Regions from separate parts of the Triticum aestivum genome. Here region 2 is linked to region 1. Evidence: chromatin contacts called from public Hi-C data. All regions are on one chromosome and are shown on one strand. Each heading gives the region's core, a stretch centred on a gene start, on an enhancer-like site or on the middle of the called end of the contact. The rest is flanking DNA. Distances are from core to core; before and after follow the strand shown. Region 1 has its middle 62 kb from the start of LOC123096123. Region 2 holds the start of LOC123096124 (subtilisin-like protease SBT1.7).

What was found. Hi-C and Micro-C count contacts between places; a contact is called where the count stands out from the background.
Region 2: a contact with region 1 is called in a Hi-C map of leaf, with 3 times the contacts expected there. The contact joins the promoter of LOC123096124 here to the enhancer-like site in region 1. A contact is called at or near these places in 3 of 5 Hi-C or Micro-C datasets (all in leaf) and 1 of 1 datasets of contacts at active chromatin or transcription factors (leaf).

Annotation. Positions count from the first base shown.
Region 1 is chr4D:50,941,435-50,947,972 of IWGSC CS RefSeq v2.1, forward strand. No RefSeq gene overlaps it. Among protein-coding and RNA genes, the nearest start is that of LOC123096123, 62 kb to the left of the region's middle. Within about 2 kb of position 3,362, at least 6 of the 8 cell types and tissues checked have an H3K27ac peak or open chromatin away from gene starts, as enhancers often do. A contact at or near this core is called in leaf, where this site is marked.
Region 2 is chr4D:51,156,608-51,163,145 of IWGSC CS RefSeq v2.1, forward strand. It overlaps LOC123096124 (subtilisin-like protease SBT1.7), which reads left to right and starts at 2,784. Exons shown (of 1, transcript XM_044517745.1): 1 at 2,784-5,779. The coding sequence starts at 3,048. The coding sequence ends at 5,342.

The sequences.
Region 1 (6,538 bases), core at 2,112-4,611:
TATGATGCTCTTCATGCTGAAGCTTTGGCGATGCTACACGCTAGGAACACAACAATTCAGCTTGGATGCGACCGGGTGATGCTAGAAACTGATTCAGTCTCTTTGAAGCAAGCCATCACTTCTGAAGCCTATGATTTATCTGCACTGGGTTCTGTGTTTAAGGAAATAAAATTTCAGTTTAGAGCTGGTGTGTCTGTTGTATGTGTAAAACACTGTCTAAGGTCTTGTAATCAAGCAGCGCACATGTTAGCTGCATATGGTACAGTATTAAGTAGTGGGTGTCGTGAAATTTGGCTTGGCCAAATACCAAATTTTGTACTATCGGATATTGTAGCTGGTGACTTGCCCAGCAACGCCATGTAATGGAATGCAAATGTGTTCCTTTCAAAAAAAAAAAGAGAGAAAAAGTTTTGCGTCGCACTGCTTGGTGCTGGCGTTCGCCTGAGGTTGTGTCCAAATTAAGGACGCGACAGCAGCTACAATGGAGTAATTAAGGCGGTGGCTTAACAGCATAATGACCAACGGACAAACGAACGCCGTACACTGCTGCACCCGCCAACGGCGTTGGCCGCGACCTCGACATCTTACCCGCCAGTAAACGCGCGTCTACGTCCGAGTGCCAGTGTCTGTCCGCCTTCCCATCTCCTTTCGCTACCAGGTGATCGAGCTGCTACGTACTGGTGCTGGCTAGGCTAGTTACGTGTATAGGCCGAACTGAATGATGATCGGTGCAGTGCAGCCCACCGCTGGCCGATTCTCCGCCCTCCGCCGTCTCTTTCTACGGCAGCTGTCGACCCCAATTTGTCGTGTCATCATCGTGGGATATGATCATGGCGCCAATAATCGTGGCTTGCTTGATAGGTATCCATGTCGGCTGGATGTTCGTAACATGCATTTTGGCCACTTTGTTTACTCATGAATTACGGCATAGAGGATTGAAATGACAGCTTCTTACGCCAGTTTCAGTTCCTGTTAGAGCTCATTTGGTTGTAGGGTTTTTGGAGGATTCTCGTAGGATTCCAGAGAATCAGACGCGGAGGAGAAGCCAATGACATTATCTAGATAAGTAGCACCCCTGTGTGATTTGGCAATATCTACCGATCATTTTTAACTGAAAACGCATAGGCAATTGTTCAAAATAAGCTCATTGGTGATAACGTTGATGTGTCAGTGGTGTGTCATAGTTACACATTTGAACGGCTGCGTTTAAAAAACGTCAATTCATATTTCAGCGAACTTCGTTTGTGATAAGGTCTAGCGTAGACGGGTTATCTTTTCCAAATGGGCACTGATATGCGCCGGTCGACCGGCCGAAGCGCTCCGCCGGTCGTATCAGGACCGCTGGATGACTCCATTTGTGGCCGTTAGATTAGAATCCCACGTCATCTTTTCCCTTCCCCACCGCCTCGTCTCAGATCAGATCAAGATAGATGGGAACAACGTTGACCTTCTGTAGACAAACTGCCCCTCGCAGGTTGCCTCGTTGGCGGCAACACACCATCTCGCCATGGCCGTCGACGCATCACTGGCGCCTTCGCGGCCGTCGCCTTCACCACGTCCACCCTCTCGCCATCCGTTCGTGATCTACGCATCAAACCACGCCGTTGTGGCCCTTGCCGTCGCCGGTTGCAACATACTGTACACTCGCCGTCGCAGCCCTCCTGTCCGTCTCTGGTGCAGCTCGCCGTCCCAGCAAAAAGATGAGCAGCCATCACCGTCCCAGCAAGAAACTCGGCTGGTCCCAGCAAAAAATCGCCGCCGGTCCCATCAAAAAACAAACTCGCCGGTCATAGCTTTTTCTCTGCCGCCGGTGGTGCGTAGTAGGAAATGGCAACGCCGGTTGTAGCAAAAAAACGATGCCCGTGGTGCGTGGTAGCAAAACAAATTGCGGGTTGGACCAAAAAGTGAGCGTGGTTGTGGCAAAAAATCGACGCCGGCGATGCGTTGTAGCAAAAATCCGGTGTGGCTGTAGCAAAACGAGATGCATATTGTAGCATCACGTACAGTGCTTGTAGCAGGGAAGTGCAGGCCGGAGCAGCACTGTCGTCCTTGAACCGCCGATGCCGGTGGTGCGCTGTAGCAAAACGAAGTGCCGGTTGTAGCAAAAGCTAGCATGGATGTAGCAAAAACCTCCAACGGTAGTAGCAAAAAGCCTGCTACGGTTGCAGCAAAAAAATCATTGTCGTCCTCGCGAGGTCGTAGCTCTGCCTGATGGATGTAGCAAAAAGCTTTGCCGGTAGTAGCAAAATCCAACAACGGTTGCAGCTTTCCCTTTTTGTGCAGTGCCATTGAAGCTTTCTATGTCTATGGTTGAAGCTTTTTTCAACGGGTGTTGAAGCTTTTCTAGGTGACGGTTGCAACACTTGTATACGCGGGAGGATCCGGGCATGGCTGCAGGCAGCCATGGCGGCCGGCGAGGGAGCGCTTCACCGGCTGCGACCCCGTGATGACGATGACGCCGTTTTGCTGCAACCGTAGTAGATTTTTGCTACCACCGGCGATTGAATTCGCTACAACCGGTTCCAGCAAAAATTCACTGTGAGGGGTAGTCTGCCATGGCTGGTTGCAGCTCCGGCGTGGCCGGGTCCGGCGAGGTAGGCAGAGCTCCGATGCATGCGAGGAAGGCGTCGCCGTGGTAGCACCCCGTAGTACCGGTTGCAGCATCTCCGTTGTCACCGCCCCTCGGTCGCCGGCGAGCTTCGAGCGGGGAGGGGAGCGCGTGGCGCTGCGACCGGGGGGGGGGGGAGGGGGAAGGGATGGGGAAGGGGTGGGGAGGAGAGGGCAGAAGAAGAGGGCGGCACGACGCGAGGAAGAGGAAGAGGAATAAGGGGATCGGGAGGAGGAAGAAGGGGATCGGGAGGAGCGCGAGGCGTATGATGCGCTGCGCGTCGCTTCGATCGAGTGGCCCGCGTGGAACCGGCGGAACGGTTCGGCCGGTGCGACGTTCCTAAACACTTCCCTTTCCAAATTGCTCGGCCCAAGTGTACGTACAGACGGCACAGTCGGACACAGACATGCGGTTGACTGGCTGCACAGTGGTTAGCTGGAGACGGACGCGCATGATATCCAACTAGGCAGGCAACTCCAAGAAACGAACATGGGTCGAAAATCAGGAAATGATTTTCTTTTGAGAATAATCAGGAAATGATGATTTCGAGAGCGACGTGCGCACATGACATTTTAGCCCATGCGTCCTTACCCTATAATCAGGTTTGGATCCAACGGCCAGTACGTCTTGTGCAACGTACGCATCCCCGAGAATCAAGCGCTCCCGTGCACCGCGCACATGCGTACACGGACGCACACTGTGTTGTTAGACCCGTGAGGCCTGTGCAGCAGTGCAGGGGAGGGGCGACGTACGATGACCGCAATGCGCGTGCCCACGCCTGCTTGGAGCTATTAGCTGCCGCCGTTGGCCATACATGCATGCACGGGCGCAGAAGCGCATCGCCGCCGCACCGCGGTGTGAACCCATGACCGTGAGGAGTTTACGTGTCTCTCTGTTCACATGGTCATGGCGCAAGGACAGCATGCAGGCAGCACAAGCATAGCAGATGAAGGAATCACGCTCTTTGAAGAAACTGGAGTAATAATACTCACTCGTTATGGACTCCGGTCATTTGGAACTAGTGTAGGAGCAGATATATTTTTTGCAGTTTGTCTAATTCACATCTAGATGTTTTTAAAGTATGTCACATCTAAGCTTCCACAAATATATAATGCAGCAACAAGAAATAAAAAAAAAGCTAGGACAAAAAAATAGACCACAAACAGAGTGGAAATCAGCTTAGATGTGACATAACTATGTCACATCTAGATGTGTCCTAGACAAACTCTTTTTTTTGAATGGTGTAGGAGTATTGGTCGGAGGCAGGACAGAACAAACAGAAGTATCTGTGCCTCAGCGTTCTGTAGGCCCCATTTACGGAATACCCAACCTTTACAAGTTGTCAAAATCATATAAAGTTATGACAGCGGCAAATATAATTGACATCCGACGACATCCCCATCTTTGCTATTTTCCCGCCACAAAACGAATAACTTCTACATCACGGGTGGGCGGGTGGCATTCTTCGCTCGTCCGTGTATCTTATCCAGTTTTATCCTTCCCTGGCCAAACACGAGCACTCTACGATTGTACGTACGTACATACGCACAGCTGCGATGCACTGGAAGCGCCAGGACCACGATTCTCCAGAGTCCATGACAGCAGATGGATTCCGGCCGCCATGTTAGGCTAATCATGTCGTTACTTTTTTCGCGCTAGGCCCAACCTCGGCTCCTCCAATTAGCAAGTGCGGCGTCCCAATCATCCCTCTGTCCGTCTGCATTCGTACACACAGGACGAAGAGAACCGCCGTTTCTCTCGCAGTTCCGTATGCTCACCGTGCCGTGCCTGTGCCTGTGCCAGTCATCGGTGTAGTACTTCAGGATGATCGTTGCTGCTTGGATTTTTTTTCCCTCTCTCCTGATTTTCGGCAAACTATAATGTGGAACGGTGTTGATAAATCTCGGTCGACTGAAACTTTAACGAAGTCGATGCAATAATCATATGATCTTACGTCAAGATCCGTGCAATATTTTAATTTTTAATTTTATTTGTTGCTTTTCTACATGTTATATATCACTCGATTGAGACTTGATTAAATCTTAATCGACTAAAATCTGGCCACACAGATTTAAAACCAGGGTATAGCTACTAGAAGCTCCACGAGTTTGCTCACATCATCACATCAAGCATACTAGTACCCCCATTCCATGAGTAGCTAGATAGACAATCGTATTGGTGAATTGTTTATGACAGATCGATTGATTGAGTACTCTAATAGCTCATCTTCGTGTGCAATTTTCTAACATGTGCAGGATTAGAGCATCTACAATCCGACGTAGCCAATTTGGCCCTTTGTATGTTCGCTTGCCTCTCATTTGGCTGCGTTCGTAGCCGTTATCCTCGTATCTAAACCTCTAAATTAATTTTGTTCTATGTAGCGTGGATCAACACAACACAACGTAGCTAAATTAAACACGTAGTACTGATATAATCGGACATATAGCAAGTTCAAAAGCTAGATAACTCACGACGACGATAGCATTGATAGGATCTATGATTAGATACAAGTATATATATAAAGATAAGATTCACCACTTCTTAGCCTTGCCCTTCCCTTTATCGTCTCCAAAGCGGCGGTACTACGGATCGACGTCGGTGCATGCGTCGATGTCCGGAGGGTCATCCGAGTCACTCGAGGTGGTGGAGGATTCATGCGAGGAGGGGAGCCCGACCAGACATGGGGCGGCACGGGGAGGCTAGGCGGCTGGTTTTGGCGTGGCCGCCACTTTCTCCTTCACGAGGCACTTGGACTGCACGAGGCAGACCCACAAATGTTTAAATGATATTTTGGCAAAGTCCACCGACAACTCCTTGCATTCAGAGACCGACGCAACATCTGGTCCTAGATAAGGGTCTATTTGCTGAATTGCCTCCACCGTAAATGAGCCATCAGATTCAATTTCTGTTGGGAAATGTTGCATGGAAAACAAAAAATTTCTACGCACATGCAATGATCTATCCATAGAGATGCATAGCAACGAGGGGGAGAGTATGTCTATGTATCCTCGTAGACCGAAAGCGGAAGCGTTTCACAACGCAGTTGATGTAGTCGAACTTCTTTGCGCTTCAAATGATCAAGTACCAAACGTACAACACCTCCGTGTTCTGCACACGTTCAGCTCGGTGACATCCTACACCTTCTTGATCCAGCAAGACGACAAGCTGTAGATGAGTTCCGTCAGCACGACAGCGTGGTGACGGTGATGATGATGTGATCTCTGTAGGGCTTCGCCTAAGCACTGTGAAAATATGAACGAGGGAGTAAACGGTGGACGGGGGCGCTGCACACGGCTAAGACAATGTTGTGTCCTTGTGTGGCACCCCCTCCTCACATATATATAGGTGGGAGGGGAGGGGTGAAGGAAATATGCCCTAGAGGCAATAATAAAATAGTTATTTATATTTCCTTATATCATGATAAATGTTTATGATTCATGCTAGAATTGTATTAATAGGAAACTTGATACATGTGTGAATACATAGACAAAACATAGTGTCCCTAGTATGCCTCTACTTGACTAGCTTGTTAATCAAAGATGGTTAAGTTTCCTAACAATAGACATGTGTTGTCATTTGATGAACGGGATCATATCATTAAACAATGATGTGACGGACAAGACCCATCCGTTAGCTTAGCATAATGATCATTAAGTTTTATTGCTATTGCTTTCTTCATGCCTTATACATATTCCTCTAACTATGAGATTATGCAACTCCCGAATACCGGAGGAACACCTTGTGTGCTATCAAACGTCACAACATAACTGGGTGATTACAAAGATGCTCTAGAGGTGTCTCCGAAGGTGTTTGTTGGGTTGGCATAGATCAAGATTAGGATTTGTCACTCCGTGTATCGGAGAGGTATCTCTGGGCCCTCTCGGTAATGCACATCACTATAAGCCTCGCAAGCAATGTGACTAATGAGTT
Region 2 (6,538 bases), core at 1,534-4,033, 210 kb after region 1:
ATACTGGTTCGGGCCACCGTTGTGGTGTAATGCCCTACTCCAATGTGGTGTGGTGGATTGCCTCTTGGGCTGATGATGAACAGTATAAGGGAAGAACAGCCTCTTGAGGAGAGGTGTTCTTGTGCTTGGTGGACTTGTGTGGGTGAGGATGATCTGAATTCGTTCCCTCCTACTGTGGTGGCTAGTCCTGTTTATAGAGGCCTGGTCATCTTCCCAAATATTGAGCGGGAAGGGATGCCACAACGGCCAATTTGAAGGGGGACAACTAGTACAAGCTATCCTAACTAAAGGTGGTCTTAGCCTGCCAAAGGCTCTGGTGGTGACGTCGTCTTGGGCTCCACGGTGACCTCCATCTCGCCGTCCTGCTGGTCTTGGTCTCGTTGCACCGATATGGTAACCTTTGCCTGATGCCTCGGGACTCCTCGCCTGCGCTTGCCCCTTTAGCACCAAAGGGGAAACGAGGACACTGTGCGTGCTGGCGCCTGCCTGGCCTTGGTCGTCGTGGCTGACGTCGTAGGAACCTCGCGAGGTTCCCCTTGCCTTGATCTCTCCGCCCCTCGCGAGCCAGCCTGGCGAGGCAGCTCCCGAGGAGGTCTTGTGTCGTGCCCCTCGCGAGGGTCTTGAGTGTTTGCTGGTGAAGATGGGTCGTACGGGGCTGCTAGCGGAGCCACACCGTGGGCCGCAGGCAGGCAAGTCTGGGGACCCCCGTTCCCAGGACGCCGACAACGCCCCTTTTCCTTCTCCCTCTCTCCCTCTCCTTCCTTCCCCTCTCTTTCCTTGTTGGAAACCTACTAGGAATAGGATTCCTAGTAGGAATCCTACTTGGGGCGCGCCCTATGAGGGCCGGCCGGCCTCCGCCTTGCTCCTTTATATACAGGGGCGGGGGGGGGGGGGCACCCTAGAACATACAAGTTGACAGTTGTCTTAGCCGTGTGCGGTGCCCCCCTCCACAGATATCCACCTCGGTCATATCGTTGTAGTGCTTAGGCGAAGCCCTGCGTCAGTAACTTCATCATCACCGTCATCACGCCGTCGTGCTGACGAAACTCTCCCTCGACCTCAGCTGGATCTAGAGTTCGTGGGACGTCACCGAGCTGAACGTGTGCAGATCGCGGAGGAGCCGTACCTTCGGTGCTAGGATCGGTCGGATCGTGAAGACGTACGACTACATCAACCACGTTGTCATAACGCTTCCGCTTTCGGTCTACGAGGGTACGTAGACAACACTCTCCCCTCTCGTTGCTATGCATCTCCTAGGTAGATCTTGCGTGATCGTAGGAAAAAATTTGAAATACTGCATTCCCCAAAATGGTCCTCCTATTTAGTGGCCGGTCATTGATATTTGCTAAAAAAAACATGTAACGAGCAACGACTTCAAGCCCAATAAGAAAATTGATCGGCCCCAAATAAGGGCAGGTCAAAATTTTCATCTAAGAAGTCATGGAACATTACCTAAAAAAATCATGAAACAACACAAGGAAAAAAAGGGGCAACACAAATCTTGACCAAAAAAATCAAAGGTCAGAAAATTGACTTGCACAAATTTAAAATAACATGCAAGTTACACAAATGCTAAAGTGTAATGAATTACATGCATTTTTTATGTATGGCTAAAAAGCATAAACACTATAGAATTGGCATTAGTTTTGACGCACTTCCGAGCGAACGCTCTGTAGGCCGTTGGATTGAGGCTCACGAATCTCGATACATTCGCTCGGAAGGCCATTGGTAGGGAATGCGTGGACAAAACAAAATCGTTCAATCGATTGACACGACATGGGGGAATGACCTTCATGGGGGAACTTTTTTCTATATATTTACGTCATGACAGATTTTATGTGCAACATCAGAATGTATTTCTTATGGACATGACAAATATCTGAACACATGTGTGGCAATTTCTATTCTTACATCACCACAATTCTTTATGTTATGGCATGGAAATTCTGCTCCATGCATGATGGCAAATCATAGATATTTTGTGACAACTTTCTCCTGCTATAGGATGGCAAGTTTCTCTTCTCGCCATGTGTGAATCTCTGGTACGCATGGCAAATTCCTGACAATCTTTCAATATTTTCTTTTATACATGGCAAATCTTTATACAATAGCATGACAAATATACCTGTTATAACATGATAATTTCAAGGTGTTAGCTAGGAGCAGTTTTCAGAGGAAACACTCCCTGATCACACCGTTCGCTCAAAAGAGCCTCTCGGAGGGAACCGTTCGTTCACTTGGATGAGCTCCGTGAGTGAACGTCCGCACGATTATTGGGGTGTTAAAGAAACATCACAACCACAACAAAAAGCTGCCCGAAACAGCAGCAAAAACAAAAGGGGGAAAGAAGAAGGGAATGTTTCACGTTTTCACATGGATCATCCATCGTTTTAGCGAGTGTCGCTCCAGAATCAGAATCCGCCGTCCATAATCCGAAGAGATACATACGGAATATGGGACGGACACAGTCCACACATGGTCACCAGCTAAACTTAGCCGACAGCTGAGGATGCTTTGATTCCTCGTGGAGAGAATCCTCCGGGCCAGACACCGCAACCTCGCGTACACTGAAAGCCTCAGGAAAAAAGCCGGTCCGGCAAAGACACAGCTAGCAGGGGGTCGACCGACTGGCAGTGCCAAAGTCCCAAAGTTGGCGAAGAAAACAAATCCATGTGACCCCGTTCGTCCCACCCTCTCTCCCGTGCCGTGCGTGCGCCCACATACACTTTTTCTTCTGAAATTATTGATACGGATACCACTCACACTCACCATCTTTCACTCCTCCGACGGGCCTCGATTTCCATCAAGCAGTCACTTAACCACACACAAACTTCATCTCCTCTTCTTGTAGAACCAACCAACTGTCCATCTTTTGCTCACACTCTTCCAATCATGTCTTAATCAGTAAGGCTACCGCGCATATATATAACCACGCGTCCTTGTAGCGGCTACGAGCTAGCTCGCTAAGCTTCGTCGTAACACTACCACGGCGGCGCCGGATATATATAGCTTGACGCGCTGCTGCCGGTGCAGTGACAGCTGACAAGATGCTGATGAGGCTGCTGCTGGTGGTGGCTCTCGCCGTGGCGGCGGCGGCGGCGGAGCAGCGCGCCACGTACATAGTTCACATGGCCAAGTCTGCCATGCCGGCCGAGTACGCCGACCACGGCGAGTGGTACGGCGCCTCCCTCCGCTCGGTGTCCACCGGTCGCGCCGCCGCTGCCAAGATGCTTTACTCCTACGACACCGTCCTGCACGGCTTCTCAGCGCGGCTCACGGAGCAGGAGGCCAGCGACATGGCGGGCATGGACGGCGTCCTGGCCGTGAACCCCGAGACGCGGTACGAGCTGCACACCACGCGGACGCCTGAGTTCTTGGGGCTCGCCGGGAGCGAGGGCCTGTTCCCGCAGTCTGGCACGGGCGGCGACGTCGTCGTCGGGGTGCTCGACACCGGCGTCTGGCCTGAGAGCAAGAGCTACAACGACGCGGGCCTCGGCGAGGTGCCGTCGTCGTGGAAGGGCACGTGCATGGCCGGCGCGGACTTCAACTCCTCGGCCTGCAACCGGAAGCTCGTCGGCGCGCGGTTCTTCAACCGGGGCTACGAGGCGGCCATGGGGCCCATGGACACGAGCAGGGAGTCGCGCTCCCCGCGCGACGACGACGGGCACGGGACGCACACGTCGTCCACCGCTGCCGGCGCAGCTGTCGCCGACGCTGACCTGTTCGGGTTCGCGTCTGGCACGGCGCGCGGCATGGCGCCCAAGGCGCGCGTGGCCGTGTACAAGGTGTGCTGGCTCGGCGGCTGCTTCAGCTCCGACATCCTCGCCGGCATGGACGCCGCCGTCGCCGACGGCTGCGGCGTGCTCTCGCTCTCGCTCGGCGGTGGCTCCGCCGACTACGCGCGCGACAGCGTTGCCATCGGCGCCTTCGCCGCGATGGAGCAGAACGTCCTGGTGTCCTGCTCTGCCGGGAACGCCGGGCCCGGGAGCGCCACACTCTCCAACGTGGCGCCCTGGATCACCACCGTGGGCGCGGGCACCCTCGACCGCGACTTCCCGGCGTACGTTCAACTCGGGAACGGCAAGAACTACACCGGCGTGTCCCTCTACGCTGGGAAGGCCCCGCCGTCCACCCCGACCACCCTCATCTACGCGGGCAACGCCTCCAACTCCACCAGCGGAAACCTCTGCATGCCAGGGACCCTCTCGCCGGAGAAGGTGCAAGGGAAGATCGTGGTCTGCGACCGCGGCATCAGCGCGCGCGTCCAGAAAGGCTTCGTGGTGCGCGACGCTGGAGGTGCCGGCATGGTGCTCGCCAACACCGCAGCCAATGGGCAGGAGCTCGTCGCCGATGCCCACCTCCTGCCCGCGGCCGGCGTGGGTGAAAAAGAAGGTACCGCTATAAAGTCTTACATAGCATCCGAGTCCAAGCCGACGGCAACGATTGTGGTCGCCGGGACACAGGTGGACGTGCGCCCCTCACCGTTGGTGGCTGCGTTCTCGTCGCGCGGGCCAAACATGATCACGCCGGAGATCCTAAAGCCGGACATCATCGGGCCGGGGGTGAACATCCTGGCGGCGTGGACCGGCAAGGCGGGGCCGACGGGTCTCGCCGCTGACACGCGCCGCGTCAACTTCAACATCATCTCCGGCACGTCCATGTCGTGCCCGCACGTGAGCGGCCTCGCGGCGCTGCTCAGGAGCGCGCACCCGGAGTGGAGCCCCGCCGCCGTGCGCTCGGCTCTCATGACGACCGCCTACTCCACGTACACCGGCGGCGCCGGGTCGCCCATCCTCGACGCGGCGACCGGCGCGGCCGCCACGCCGTTCGACTACGGCGCCGGGCACGTGGACCCGACCCGCGCGGTGGAGCCAGGGCTGGTGTACGACCTCGGCACCAGCGACTACGTGGACTTCCTGTGCGCGCTCAAGTATACGCCAAACATGATCGCCGCGCTGGCGCGGAGCAAGAGCTACGGGTGCGCCGCGAACAAGACCTACGCCGTCTCCAACCTCAACTACCCGTCCTTCTCCGTGGCCTACTCCACGGCGAACGGCGAGGCCGGGGACTCCAGCGCCACCACGGTGACGCACACGCGCACGCTCACCAACGTGGGCGCGGCGGGCACGTACAAGGTGGACGCCTCGGTGTCCATGTCCGGCGTGACCGTCGACGTGAAGCCGACGGAGCTGGAGTTCACGGCGGCCGGCGAGAAGAAGAGCTACACGGTGAGCTTCACGGCGGCCAAGTCGCAGCCGTCGGGCACCGCCGGCTTCGGCCGGCTCGTGTGGTCGGACGGTAAGCACAGCGTGGCGAGTCCGATAGCGATAACGTGGACATGATACGACAGGCGCCCAGAACGGCGCAAGCCGAGCGCCAAGCGCTGACACCGCTGCCGGTGCGGCCAAAGGGTTCAGTGTGTAAAATTCGGGGGATTCGAGGGAGGAAATGGTGAGATTTGGTGGTATCTCTCAACTATCTCAGATTGTCAATAAGGCCCAATCATAACTTTTAGATTGTGATTTGGGGAAGAAACGGTGATGATGGAAAGGGATTTGGGTGATGGGTATTGCTTTCTCGGAATCAAATTATCGGTCTTGGCTAGCTTGGGTAGTTGGATTGGGTCCTGAGTTGGATCAGATTGCAGCTTTACAAGGACAGCTCCACTGTAGTAGTAGGGGTTATCTCAGTCAGCAATCTCTCCCCTGTAAAATGTTCCGTCTAAACTATTCTTTCTTCCATTATCAATGAATGGATCATCTTTTCTTCTGAAGATAAATGATTGAGTGAAGATAAAAGAAACGAGGAAGATGGTTGGTGCTGCAGGAAAGCATAATTCAGGTCCATACACTTGGAACTTGTGGCATTAAACTTATCATTTCTATATTAGGCGCATTATGCATGGATCCTACATGACCGACATCTAACCCTAATCACTGTGCTTTATACCATGAAACAAGATGTGTAAGGTAAAGAGAGGCAGGAGCAGAGCACGGCAGGGAGGGTGTGAAAGTTCAAAAGAAAAGAAGGCGAATAAAGGCCGCACGGCTGGACCGCTGGTTCTGGTGTCGAGAAAGGGGGCAAAGCCGAAAGGACCAAAATTATTTAGACCTGTCACTCGCTTTGATAAAGCCTGAAATGAAAGCTTAGAGCGTCCCCGTGACATCTGCCGCTTAACAATAGAGTGGAAAATTAAAGAGGAATTAAAGATGGACGGCAAAGCAAGAGAAATGTCTCTTCGCGATCTTGTGGCAGGGGCCCGTGAGTTTTGTTGTTACTGTCTGCTCTAGCCTGTGCCTGTCTGTTTGTCTATTGCTTGCCTTCTAGAAATGCAACTCGTGTGTGGATTTTGATAACCTCGGACAAAATATCGGGATGGTAATCGGCTTCGGGTTATCTTGTACAGTACTTCCTTCGCTCAAGTACTAAATCAGCGACAACTAATATAAAAAGAAGTATTTTAGTTTTATTCTTTTATTATTTTGCGGGGAATATTGGCACTTTATTTCAGGACGTGTGCACTTTCTTTGAGTACATG